Linked DNA regions of Mus musculus: region 1 is linked to region 2. The links are chromatin contacts, called in public Hi-C maps. All regions are on one chromosome and are shown on one strand. The core of a region is the stretch at or near the end of the contact, and the rest is flanking DNA. Distances in the headings are between cores, read along the strand shown.

Region 1 (5,618 bases), core at 718-3,217, 360 kb after region 2:
TGGATGTATTATTCTTCATTACTGCCTTTTCCTTAGTTCTTGAAACATCAGACTTTAAGAAGTCTGTGGCCTGTTTATCAGACACCTTCCAGGAGCTGTGCCACAGCTTTGGTAATGACAGCAGCTCCTCCCATAGGCATGTAGGGTGCCAGGAAGCCTGTCCCCTGGAGACCCACAACTCTGGTTGTGCGTCCCCTGGTAACCCCGAGGGACTGAAGGGTAAGATCAAAAAACGCAGATCACGGGAGGAGAAGCAACAGGGCTCAGGGCAGGACACGCGCCAGGTGTTGGAGACACATTCATACAACACACAGAGTACGCTGTGGGCTGGGGATCTAGCCTAGTGGTGGAGCATTAAGTCAGCATTCAAAAGTCCATGGGTTAGATCCCTGGAATTAAAAGAAGAAAACAGGGGAGGGACCAGACAGCCCATAACAAGGAGTTTGAAAAGCAGTACAAACCTACCTGGCACTGCATCCTCGAAAGAAATTTTGGTAGCTATGATGCCGCATGAAACCTGATACTTCATCTACTTTTGCTTGAGCCAACCGGCACATGAACTGTGAACTATGAACAAGAGCCAAGAGGTGAAGCTCTGTCCTAACGTACACTAGGACCTTGGATTTACACCCATTAAAGAAAATTTAAATAAAAGAAACTTATTAGAGTTGTATTCTTATAGAGACAGACAACTGTCATCTTTGTAAAGTAAAAAGGGACACAGCTCTTGGTTCCCCGACTCTGAAATGGCCCTGGCATTCTTGATTTGGGTTAAACGACACATTTCCTGCCTCGTGAGAACGTTCCTGCTACACTACCAGGTCTTCCTGGTGTTGAGTCTGAATTCTGTGAACTCTGCCTTTTTATTGCATTGTACTGATTTTCTGACATTATCATAAGAAAAGAAAATCAAGCAACATGGAAGAGTCCATGGTAGAAACCAGATTGAATTAAAGTAGGTGGAAATAAAATTTCTTCCAGACTTCCTAAACATCATTCTCTTGGTTATGGTAACAGTTGTATGTTGTGTAATGAGTTTCTTCAACAGTGGACTTTTTTTTTTTTTAAGTAGACTATATACTGATACAGTTAACCCCATTCTTCCTCCTCGCTCCAACCCCGCCCACTCAGAAAGCTTCCAGATGTAGACGCTGGGGCGGTTCTGTAGAGGGTGTGGTTTGATGCTTTGATCGGGAATCTGGGTGGCCACATGCTAAGGTCCATGTCCCCAATTGGTTCTTGATTGATCGATAAAGATGCCAGCAGCCAATGGCTGGGCAGAAAGAAAGAGGCGGGACTTCCAGGTTCCTAGGAGACAGGAGAAGGCAGGAAGGGAAGATACTTGGGAGAGAAATCTGAAAGCCTCTTGGGCAGCAGGACCATTGGGCTTCACAGAAGGTAACCGGGCAACTAAGCTGAGGGCAGAGTTAGAGGTGTTGAGCTAGGAGTAAAGAGATGGGTGTAGTAGCTGCTAAAGGCTTAGAAGAGCCCATCCACTGAGCCAATAAGAGAAGCTAAAGATGAGCTAATGTTTGTGTGTCTTTCATCTGCGGATTCAAAGATTCCCTGGGCGGTTGGTTGGAAGTGCGGCCTGCGCAGGAGCATAAGGCAGGGTAGTAAAACTCTCGCAACATGATTCCATGAAATTATAGGAAGCTAAAATAATTCCTATCACCTAGTCACGCTGCATCAGTCATAATGTCACGGTGCGACACATTGCTCACCAGTCTGTGGCAATGCTACTGCAGATGAACCTCCTGAAGTGCCAGAACTGCCCGCCCTATGGAGGTCTAGCATGCACATCTGTGGACGGCGCATCATAATTGATCATGTGTGTCTGTATTAGTGCACTTTATGCTGGCTGCACAATGATGAAGTCTGCCGACAGTACCTTCCTCGGAGCACGGGTTCACACTAAGGAATGACTTAACTACACAGACACTGGGCCCTTGAATTAGGCAGCCCGAGTGGCTATGCTACCTGAGTGCTGGCATTCCTTGCTGCTTCCCAGGTATCTTCCTCAAGCAGTTATTGTATCTTCAGTGATCTCATCAACTTACATAAGCCTATTAAAATATGACAAAAGCATACCGAGGAAACTCCAGATGAAGAGGTGGAGAATCATGTTCATAGCTGTGTCTACCAGAACTCTAATTAATCTTGAGCAGGGTCTTTAAGGTTTGTTTCTCTGGTCTAGAATGTTCTGGTGTTTGGATCAGTTCCAAAGGTTCCTTAACTTCTGGGAAAGTCTCTCAAATTCTCAAGATGTCATTCTGATCTTTAAGTTCATTCAATGTGAATGTATACAAAAATTCCTAAGACTGTGAAATTATCTTAGAGACCTAAACAGAGGCAATGAAGACCTTTGATGCTTTGCAAATTTTAAAACATGTAAGTCATCTGGACATCTTGTAAAGCAAACAAACAAACAAACAAACAAACATCTCAATCTAGTCATTGAGCCCAAGATGTTGTATTTTATCCAGATCATAGACGGCGATGGTTCTGTTGCCCCCTACACCTTCAGATGCAAGCGTCTGGTTTCCAAAGTGTTATTCTGTTGTTCTTTCCTTCTATAACTGTCTTGCTTTAAGTCATCCAAGAGTAACCACAGCTACTTAACCCTCAGAGCTATAAAATTTCCTCAGTTACATCAATATCAGCTACAAAAAATAAGCTTAGCCAGACTTTACACAGAGAATGAGAGATCCTGGAACACATAGCCCTAAATGGGATGTCCCCATCAAATTCTCCCTACCCCTTAGAGCTCAGGTAAGCCACAGGAAGAAGGGACAGAGAGAGTGTAAGAGGCAGAGAGGATAGAGGACACCAAGCAAACGAGGGCCTCTAAGGCAACATGAGTAAACTCATATGAACCCACAGACACCGAGGCAAAAACACAGAACCTGCGTGGGTCTGCATCCATGCAACATGTAGGTCCTCTGTGTATATGTTGTGGCCTCTAGCTTAGTGTTTTTATGGGACTCCCGAGTGTGGGAACAAGTGGGTCTCTGGTTCTTGTGCCTTCTCTTGGGCTCTTTTCCTTCTGCTGGTTTGTCTTTTCTAACCTCAACATGATAGTTTTTTATTTATCTTATTATATTGTATTTTGTTACATTCTATTATTACTCTTTTCTAATGAGAGTCAGAAAGGAAGTGGACTCAGACAAGCGAGGAGGTGGAGAGGGCCTGGGAAGAGGGTGGGAGGGAGAACCACAATCAGAATATATTACGTAAAGGGGGGAAAATCTGTTTTCAACAAAAGGGGAAAAAAACTAAGTCTCAGGAGTCCAAGGCTAGCCCTAGCCGCATAGCAAATAGGAGAGCAGCCTGGACAACTTAGGATACTTCTGTCTCTCCCCTACCCATAAAAGTTTCTAAATGATATATAGATTTTTTTCTAAGTTTCCAAGAATGATATAGTTGATACAAATGGCATGATTTTGTTTATGTTATTTTAGTGTATTTCTTAGCAATAACATATTTTCCTTAGGTTGTGGCTAACCAAAAATAAAACATAGCCTTATGATGTTAAGTCTTTTACTACGAGGAAGTAAGAGCTTACTAGCTGTGTGAAGAGTCAGTAACAGCCATGCACTGACTTCTTAATTATAAAGAGGATGGCAGCCTGTGTACTACTCTTTATAGCCTGTTGATACCATGTCCTTTAATGACTATTCTCATGGATACAGGATACCCAAGGTGGGTTTCCCGTAAACCAATACTGGAATTATGGTTGCTGTGTGACGCTCTTTAAACCTCATTTCTAGTTGTAAGGCATGATATTTCTATCAAATACCAAAATCCTCATAGGAATTGCTGGCTTTGGAATGAGCCATTAAAATAACAAATGTTAGCATTCACACAGTGACAGACACGTTCTCCTATTACACTCCACAGTCTCAGTGTGCCTACTGGGAAGTCGTAGTCTCTTTTTATGTGGGGAAACTGGAAGGATAACAGAGTTACACTTAAGATAGATCTGAAGATCTAACTTAATAACCCATCTTCTAGCCATTACACACTGCAGAGCATGCATTGTGAAGCTGTGCTTGCCACGGGAACCGATTCCTTGAATGAAAATTACATAAAATAGCTTGGACTCAGAAACATAGTTTATGCGATGTTAGCATCTTTCCAATACGGCTGATAACACTAAGCACACAGTCCAATTGTAAGGCAGTATTTTCACAAGGAGACAAACAGATCACTGCACTCCACCGACCAGACAACAGCGCCTTCTAGTGGCCAAACGAAAATTAGTGAGAACTGTCATTGGGTCTCGGAAGTCACAACATCTGAAATCTTGAAGCTAACCACAAAGGATTAAATAAATTGTTGTAGAATTAAAGAGAATTTGTATTCAAGATTAAAAGATACTACCCAAAAGCTCCAGTCGCCGCTCCAATTATGTGTGCTCTGTCCCTGTTTTTTGGCTGATACTATATTCTCATCCACAACAGGGCCAGGACTTTCCTCGGGCTCTTCCTGTAGCTCCGTCGCAAGACTTGAATCCCCTTCATTTACTATCTGCAAATAAACGCCAACAATTTAAGTTTCTTATCCACAAATGGCACTTTAAAAGAAAAACGTGTTCTGAATATATAAATTACTTTTAAATTTCATTTTTAAGCTTTCTTTTTATAAACACCTTAAATTATTTATTTGTGTGTGTCCGTCATGTGCGCCCCGAGGATCGAACTCCCGTGGTCAGGTTTAGGGGTAGGCACCACTAACCCATCCTGCCAGTCCAATAAATTAACTTCTAAAGAAAAAATATTTGAACACTTAGAAGATGGAAATTAGTGGCTGGAGAGATGACTCCGTTGGCAAAGTGCTTCCTGAACAGGACTGAGGACCCAGACTTAAACGCCCCACCCCACCCCACCCCAGCATCCACATATAAGTTGGGCATGAGTCTAGTGCAGATGGTGATGCAACAGGTGGACTACTGAGGCTCAATGGCAAGTAAATCTTGTTGAATTGGTGAGCTCTATGTTCAACAGAGACCTTTATCAAAATATAAGGTGGGGTGACTGACAAGATACCCCACATTGACCCGTACACATATTCATACACCACAAACACATATATGCTCACAAAAGACAGGAACGAATGTCTTTGCTTCCTCCCATTTGTCATGTATACACGCAGCAAACATCTTCCAACCACTACCATTTGCTAGGTAGTTGCTGGTACTAGAAATACAAAAAATAGGGGGCTGGAGAGATGGCTCGGTGGTTAAAGAACACTGACTGCTCTTCCAAAGGTCCTGAGTTCAAATCCCAGCAACCACATGGCAGCTCACAACCATCTGTAATGGAATCTGATGCCCTCTTCTGGAATGTCTGAAGGCAGCTACAGTGTACTTACATATAATAAATAAATAAATCTTGGGGCTGGAGCAAGCAGGGCTTGAGCGAGAAGGGAAAAAAAAAGACGTTAAAAAAAAAAAAAGCAATGTAATGAGAGTATGGCCACTGTGGAGAAGTATCTGCAATGCCCGTATTTGGAAGGAAGATGGGGAGGATGATGGACAGCAGGCATTATAAGAGATCATGACGCACCGGGCTCCATGAACATCATTACTATTGCTGTTCCTTAGCCTTCTTCATAGC
Region 2 (5,859 bases), core at 9-2,508:
CTCAGTGACTGAGGGCCTGAGGTCACTTCCCAGAGCCCACAGCAAGTCATCCACATTGCCAGTGACTCAGCTTCAGGTCTACCTGACTCACTCTTCTGGCTTCTTTCGGTACCCACAGCATGTGTGGCATTTACCACACAGTCACACATAACCAGAAATAAAATAAATATTAAAATCCAAGCCCATCTTTCTTCGAGTTGCTGTTGTCGTGTATGTTGTTACAGTGACGAGACACGTAATTGATACGGCTTTCCAACTAGAATCTGTGACAAGTGACAGCATTGAGCGTTTTCACTAAACCAAGCTCTGTGTCAATGGTTTTGTATTTACTACCTCACTGAACTCTAAAGGAAGCCTAACAAGCCAGATGCCATTGTATCCCAGTTTTCTAGGTGGCAATTCTGTGGATTGAGAGGTGAGACAACTTGACTGAGTTGTTTCAAACCCTGTGCTCAAACTCTTTCAATGTTTGCCACGGGTAGTATGTCAACACAGCCACACTGTGCTACAAATTTTGCTTAAAAAAAAAAAAAAAAAGTCCAGGGGACTGGAGAGATGGCCTAGCGGTTAAGAGCATTCACTGCTCTTCCAGAGGTCCTGGGTTCAATTCCCAGCAACCACATGGGGGCTCACTACCATCAGTAAGGGAACTGATGCCCTCTTCTGGTGTGTCTGAAGACAGTTACAGTGTACTCACATACATAAACTAAATAAATCTTTTAAAAAATCCAATCACTTCCCCCACTGGAATGTAAGTTGGAAAGATAAATATGAGAGAGAGAGAGAGAGAGAGAGAGAGAGAGAGAGATCTAAAAGTATAGAACTGGAAGTGACAAGAACGTAGGGAGAAACAAGACAGCTTCCTTCCCACACATCTGCTCCTTCAGAGTCTTAGCTCTGCCCAACTCTTTATTTACCACCACCACCACCTTGTGTCTGATTTTTAAAATCATTTTTCTCACCTCCACTGCTACTGCACAGTCCCTAACCTACCTCCCTAAATCCACTATTTTGTATTCCCACCCCCACACCTCAACCTACGGATCCTTCGAGGAAGATGCAAACAGAGCATTGGCTATTTTAAAACGCCACAATTTTAAAAAGCACTCATCTCTTTATATCTACTGCTTGCCACAAATCCTTTCCAGCCCCGCCCTCTTCCACTTGACGGAAAGGCAGAAGTCTATGGTGGAGCCCACAGGAACCTTCTGGTCCCGCCCCCACACCTTGTCCCGCCCCCAAGGCTGTCTCTCCTGCTAGCCTGTGGTTTGTGGGTTTGAGCTGTCGGGTTGGTATGTACCCTGTGTTCTCTGCCTGGCCTGTCTTTACTGACCTCTGCCTAGGGGACTTCATCATCTCTTCCAGTTTTGTTGTTTTGTTTTGTTTTGTTTTGTTTGTTGTTGTTTCTTGAGATGGGCCGACCTCAAACCTGTGCTCCTCCTGCCTTGTTAGGGCTGGGATTACAGTCCCATGCCACCATGGCTGGTGGAGTCTCACTATCTTTGTAGGCTGCCACCATCACGTAAGCTCTGGAGAGCGTGTGCCTGATACAGGAAAGGGTTCAGTAGATTTGGTTAAGGGAATAAAGTCACAAAAGCACAGTGATCCTTATACCAGGTCTGTTGACCTCTGGTTTTACCTCATTCTACTGAATAACAAAGATGGGATTTCCCCCTCTGCCTCTGACGTGAATGAGTTACAAGCTGGGGCATATCAGATTCTCTAATACCCCACGCTATGCTGGACATACAGGAGGTGCTCGAGAATTCTAGAATTCTGAATAAGTATTTGACCATGAGACATAAACATGTCTCCTGCTAAATTCCAGAGCTCCTCTGACTAAATCTCCAGCCAATAAACAGAGCTCTGCTACAGGAGGAGCAAGGACTGCCCAAGGTCTACTGCAGCAACAAGGAATTCATCACATAAAAACTGCATCATTTGGCTGGGCGTGGTGGCGCACACCTTTAATCCCAGCACTCGGGAAGTAGAGGCAGGTGGATCTCTGAATTCAAGGCCAGCCTGGTCTAAAGAGTGAGTTCCAGGACAGCTGGGGCTACACTGTCTCGAAAACCAAACAAAGCAAAAAAAAAAAAAAAAAAAAATCTACACAGCCTCATACTTTCTATAGATACTGTTAAAATTCTCTAAAGGGGAATAAATCGTTGCATATGCTCTCAAAGCCCTTTCTCTAGTGACAATTATTTTTTTCTGGGGCTTAAAATTGAACATATCTCAATGGTGTTGACTAAGGTCTAATTATAATGAGAGTTCTGAAATCCTAAATGAAATTATTTGACCATATCAAATTCATGCTTGACTGTGTCTTCTCTTGAAGATTGGCGTTCCCAGATCTCCAGTTACATCCAACTTGCTGCTCATAGCAAACGAGTAAGTGTGTAGCACACGCTGTCAGAACAGCAAACTCGGACACCTGTGTGCCAGTTTGCTTCTGGCCTTCCATTTCAGCTGCTAGCTCTAAACGAATTATCCCAACCGCGACCCCCACCCCTTCACACACACACACACACACACACACACACACACACACACACACACCATTGCCCGATAGTACACTCTGTCATTACAACACCTCAGACATGTTTCTACACAGTGAAAAGGCAATGGCTGCTCAGAACGCCACAGTTGGAAGAGCGTTTTCATGTATTTAAGTCACCCGAGTCTCACGGCAGCCCTGTGTCTTCAACAGGGCTGCGGCCTTAGTGAGGAGCAGAGGAAACACACAACTCAGAAACCTAAGCTGTTTGCTTTGCCAGGTAGCAAGTAGCTAAGAACATCGGGAGTCCTGCTCAGGCCCTCTGGCTAGAAGCCCACACATTTCCCACAGCTCCTCTGCAAAATGAGCTGAAGTACAGCGGCTCCTCCTGGTGTCCCCACCGCTTTTATGTTAGCTGTAACTTATTTGGTGACTCATCCTTTGACATCCGCCAGAATCCAAGTCCCCAATGCGCCAGTTTAGAGGTTCCTGGGCCTCTTATTTGGAGATGGAGTCACTGATTTGAAACGCCATTGGTTTTGTTTTATCGTATTTTGTCATTATTCACTAGATGCCTCTTTTCTAACAGAAAGGGTGTGGATTCCAATGGGAGGGGAAGTGGGGAGGAGTTAGGAGCTGGGAGGAGCTAAGGGAGGGGAAACTGTAATCGGAATTTACCGTATGGAAGAAAATTATTTTCAGTAAAAGAAAAACAGAGACAAAATGCCAGGAGCTCTGTTGAGCTGAGCTGAGGCCCTGCAATGGATAGTTAGCGACACTCACTAGGTAGCTGATGGGCCCCCACAGGCCAAGCTCAAAGCTCTTGGATTCAGATTTATACTTCAGTGAAGTTGAAACCATTCACCGCATTCAGACAAGCCGTAGATCTACTACACAGTTAAGAAGACTGCACCTCCGGCTACACAGATCAAAGTCATTTGGGCCATAGTTAATAAAACACACAGATTCCTGGTCTCTGAGGTACAGCTCCCGAATCCAAGGTCTCAACAATGTGAGGGGGCTAGGACCCAGTCCGCTTGAACCCCACAGTCTTCCCAGCCATGGCCTTCCCAGCAAGTGCCTGACAGGCTACAGCTGCTGCTATTAAATTCTTATGCTCACCAAAGTTGGAGGACTCTCTGATCAATACACACACACACACACACACACACACACACACACACGATCTCAATGAAGGGACTAAGTAAGTATAGATAAGATAAAGTGGTTTTAAAGGCGGTGTAATAAGTATGAACAAAGCGTTAGAAAGGACCATTATGAAAATAATTTTTATGAAGGGCTCAAGGAAGACATTTTAGAGCATTTTGTAATGGAACTGGCCTGCTCAAATCGCCTTGGGATAAACCATTCAGAAAAGTAACACAAAAGCAATGCACAGAGGACAGCATACGCTGGCCTGGAGAGAGGCCCACATATATCTCAGCTGTCAGGTACTAGCATCAGATGTAAGCACGCCTTCCCTGAGAGCTTGGAGGACCAGGGCAGAGGGCAGGGGGAGGGAAGGGAAATTGGTAGGAGGCTCTGCAGGCTGTAATCACTGCTGCCAGACTGTGACATGAGTGGTGTCAGCACAAGCCTGTCAGCACCTGAATTCTCTGGGCTGCATGTGAGCTCCACAGGCAAACTGGCGTGGTAGGGCCTCACCAAGCAAGAGGGAGGAGGGCGGCTGCCAGATGTGGAACCTTGTTATGATTGGTTATTTTTCAGTGTGTTGTCCTTATCCGGCCACCAGGTAACCGCTGTCAGGTACTTGGGGCCTCTTCTGCTGCATTAAACAGTCAAGTCAAAGGGCCCAGACCTGCTGAGATCTGAATTGGCCACTGTGACTGTCAGCTATGTCGGGTTGCCCAGCCTGTGATTTATTTGAAAAAGAATAATAAACGGACCATGAGTCATTTTCAGCAACCACAGCTTCGGGAGCCAAACAGTAAATTCTGAGAAACCAATTTCCACTGTGGGCAGAACCCAGCTCCTGTGTCTGATCGTCTGGCAAGCTTCGGAATAGAGAGCGCTGATAAAATAGCAGCAGGTGCAAAACAGCCACAACTGGCCAGAGACTGGCAGGCCCTGGGGGCGGAGGATGGGGAGGGGACGGGGGATGGGGTGGGAGGCAATGGGGCTGTCTTAGCCCTGCCTCACACTGTGGAGGAATCAAGACTGACCCTCTGATCCATACTTACACTCCATTCCCAAACAATCAGACAGGATCAAGAAAAAAGATGGCTAGACCACATGATTTGTGGGCACCAAGATAAAGGGCTACAGTCCGTGGGCAAAAGAACATCACCAGTCACTCTTACTCCCACCTTCCTGTGAGTGTGTTCCTGTCTCCTGTTGAGGCGTTTTCCCCTCTAATCCCACAAGAAGACAGAAAAGCACAAGCCTTGGCTCACTGTTGACCGACCGTCTCCCTGGGTCCTTAAACAGGGTCTTCTCCTCTCATAATAATGGTCAGCACTGTCCGGGCAGTGGTGGTGCGTGCTTCTAATCCAGGAACTCCGGAGGCAGAGGCAGATGGCTCTCTCAGTTGGAAGCCAGCCAAGGCATTAAAAAAAAAAATCACTTACAATCCCGTTTTTTTTTTTTTTTTTTCTTTTTTCCTGCTTCTGGGGAATGTCTTTAAAGTATGGCAGTCTGAATGAGAATGACTCCTCCATAGGCTCATATATTTGAATAATTAGTCCCCAGTTGGAAAAATTGCTTGGGAATGACTAGGAGGTATGGCCTTTGGGGAGGAGGCATGTCATTGGGGGCCACTTTTCAAAGAGCTCACACTATTTCTGGTGTGTGTGTGTGTGTGTGTGTATCAAGATGTAAGCTCTCACGTATTCCTTTGCTCCAACATCATGGACTCTCACCCTCTGAAACCATAAGTTGAATTAAATGCTTTCTTTTTATAAGTTGCCTTGGTCATGGTGTTTTGTCATAGCAACAAAAAAGTAGCTAAGACATAGAGTATAAAATAAAAAGTGAACATCCCTTTTTTCTTTCTAACCTATGCTCTCAAAGGTATACACTGCCTTCCCAGGTATCGTTCCTTTAATGCTTACATGAATCCGTGTAGGTACACTCCTGCCCATATACAAATAGAACAACACACTGTAAGCAATGATCCTTTCCCCTCTCTTCATATCACTTAATATTCAAAACTCTTTAAAGAGATTATAAATAATCTAGTATCTACAAAAACCATAATTTACTTCACCCATGCCATAATACAAATCTTATCCATATGTCTGTATATACAGTGTTAGTGCCTCTTAAAGAAGCCACATGTAGAGAGAATTTTCATCTTCCTAATTATAAATGCCTCGGGGTGCCTTTACCATTGTATGACACTA

What was found. A called contact is a pair of places that touch in the nucleus more often than the background predicts.
Region 1: a Hi-C map of the N1E-115 cell line shows a contact between it and region 2, with 4 times the contacts expected there. The contact joins two enhancer-like sites. A contact is called at or near these places in 5 of 484 Hi-C or Micro-C datasets (the C2C12 cell line, the N1E-115 cell line, cerebral cortex and 2 more), 2 of 115 datasets of contacts at active chromatin or transcription factors (bone marrow-derived macrophages and large pre-B cells) and 1 of 9 other capture datasets (liver).

What each region holds. Positions count from the first base shown.
Region 1 is chr16:44,054,719-44,060,336 of GRCm38.p6, forward strand. It overlaps a transcript of Gramd1c not described here. Among named protein-coding and RNA genes, the nearest start is that of Gramd1c, 16 kb to the left of the region's middle. Within about 2 kb of position 1,968, at least 18 of the 459 cell types and tissues checked have an H3K27ac peak or open chromatin away from gene starts, as enhancers often do. A contact at or near this core is called in the N1E-115 cell line, where this site is marked.
Region 2 is chr16:43,697,868-43,703,726 of GRCm38.p6, forward strand. No RefSeq gene overlaps it. Among named protein-coding and RNA genes, the nearest start is that of Tigit, 37 kb to the left of the region's middle. Within about 2 kb of position 1,259, at least 124 of the 459 cell types and tissues checked have an H3K27ac peak or open chromatin away from gene starts, as enhancers often do. A contact at or near this core is called in the N1E-115 cell line, where this site is marked.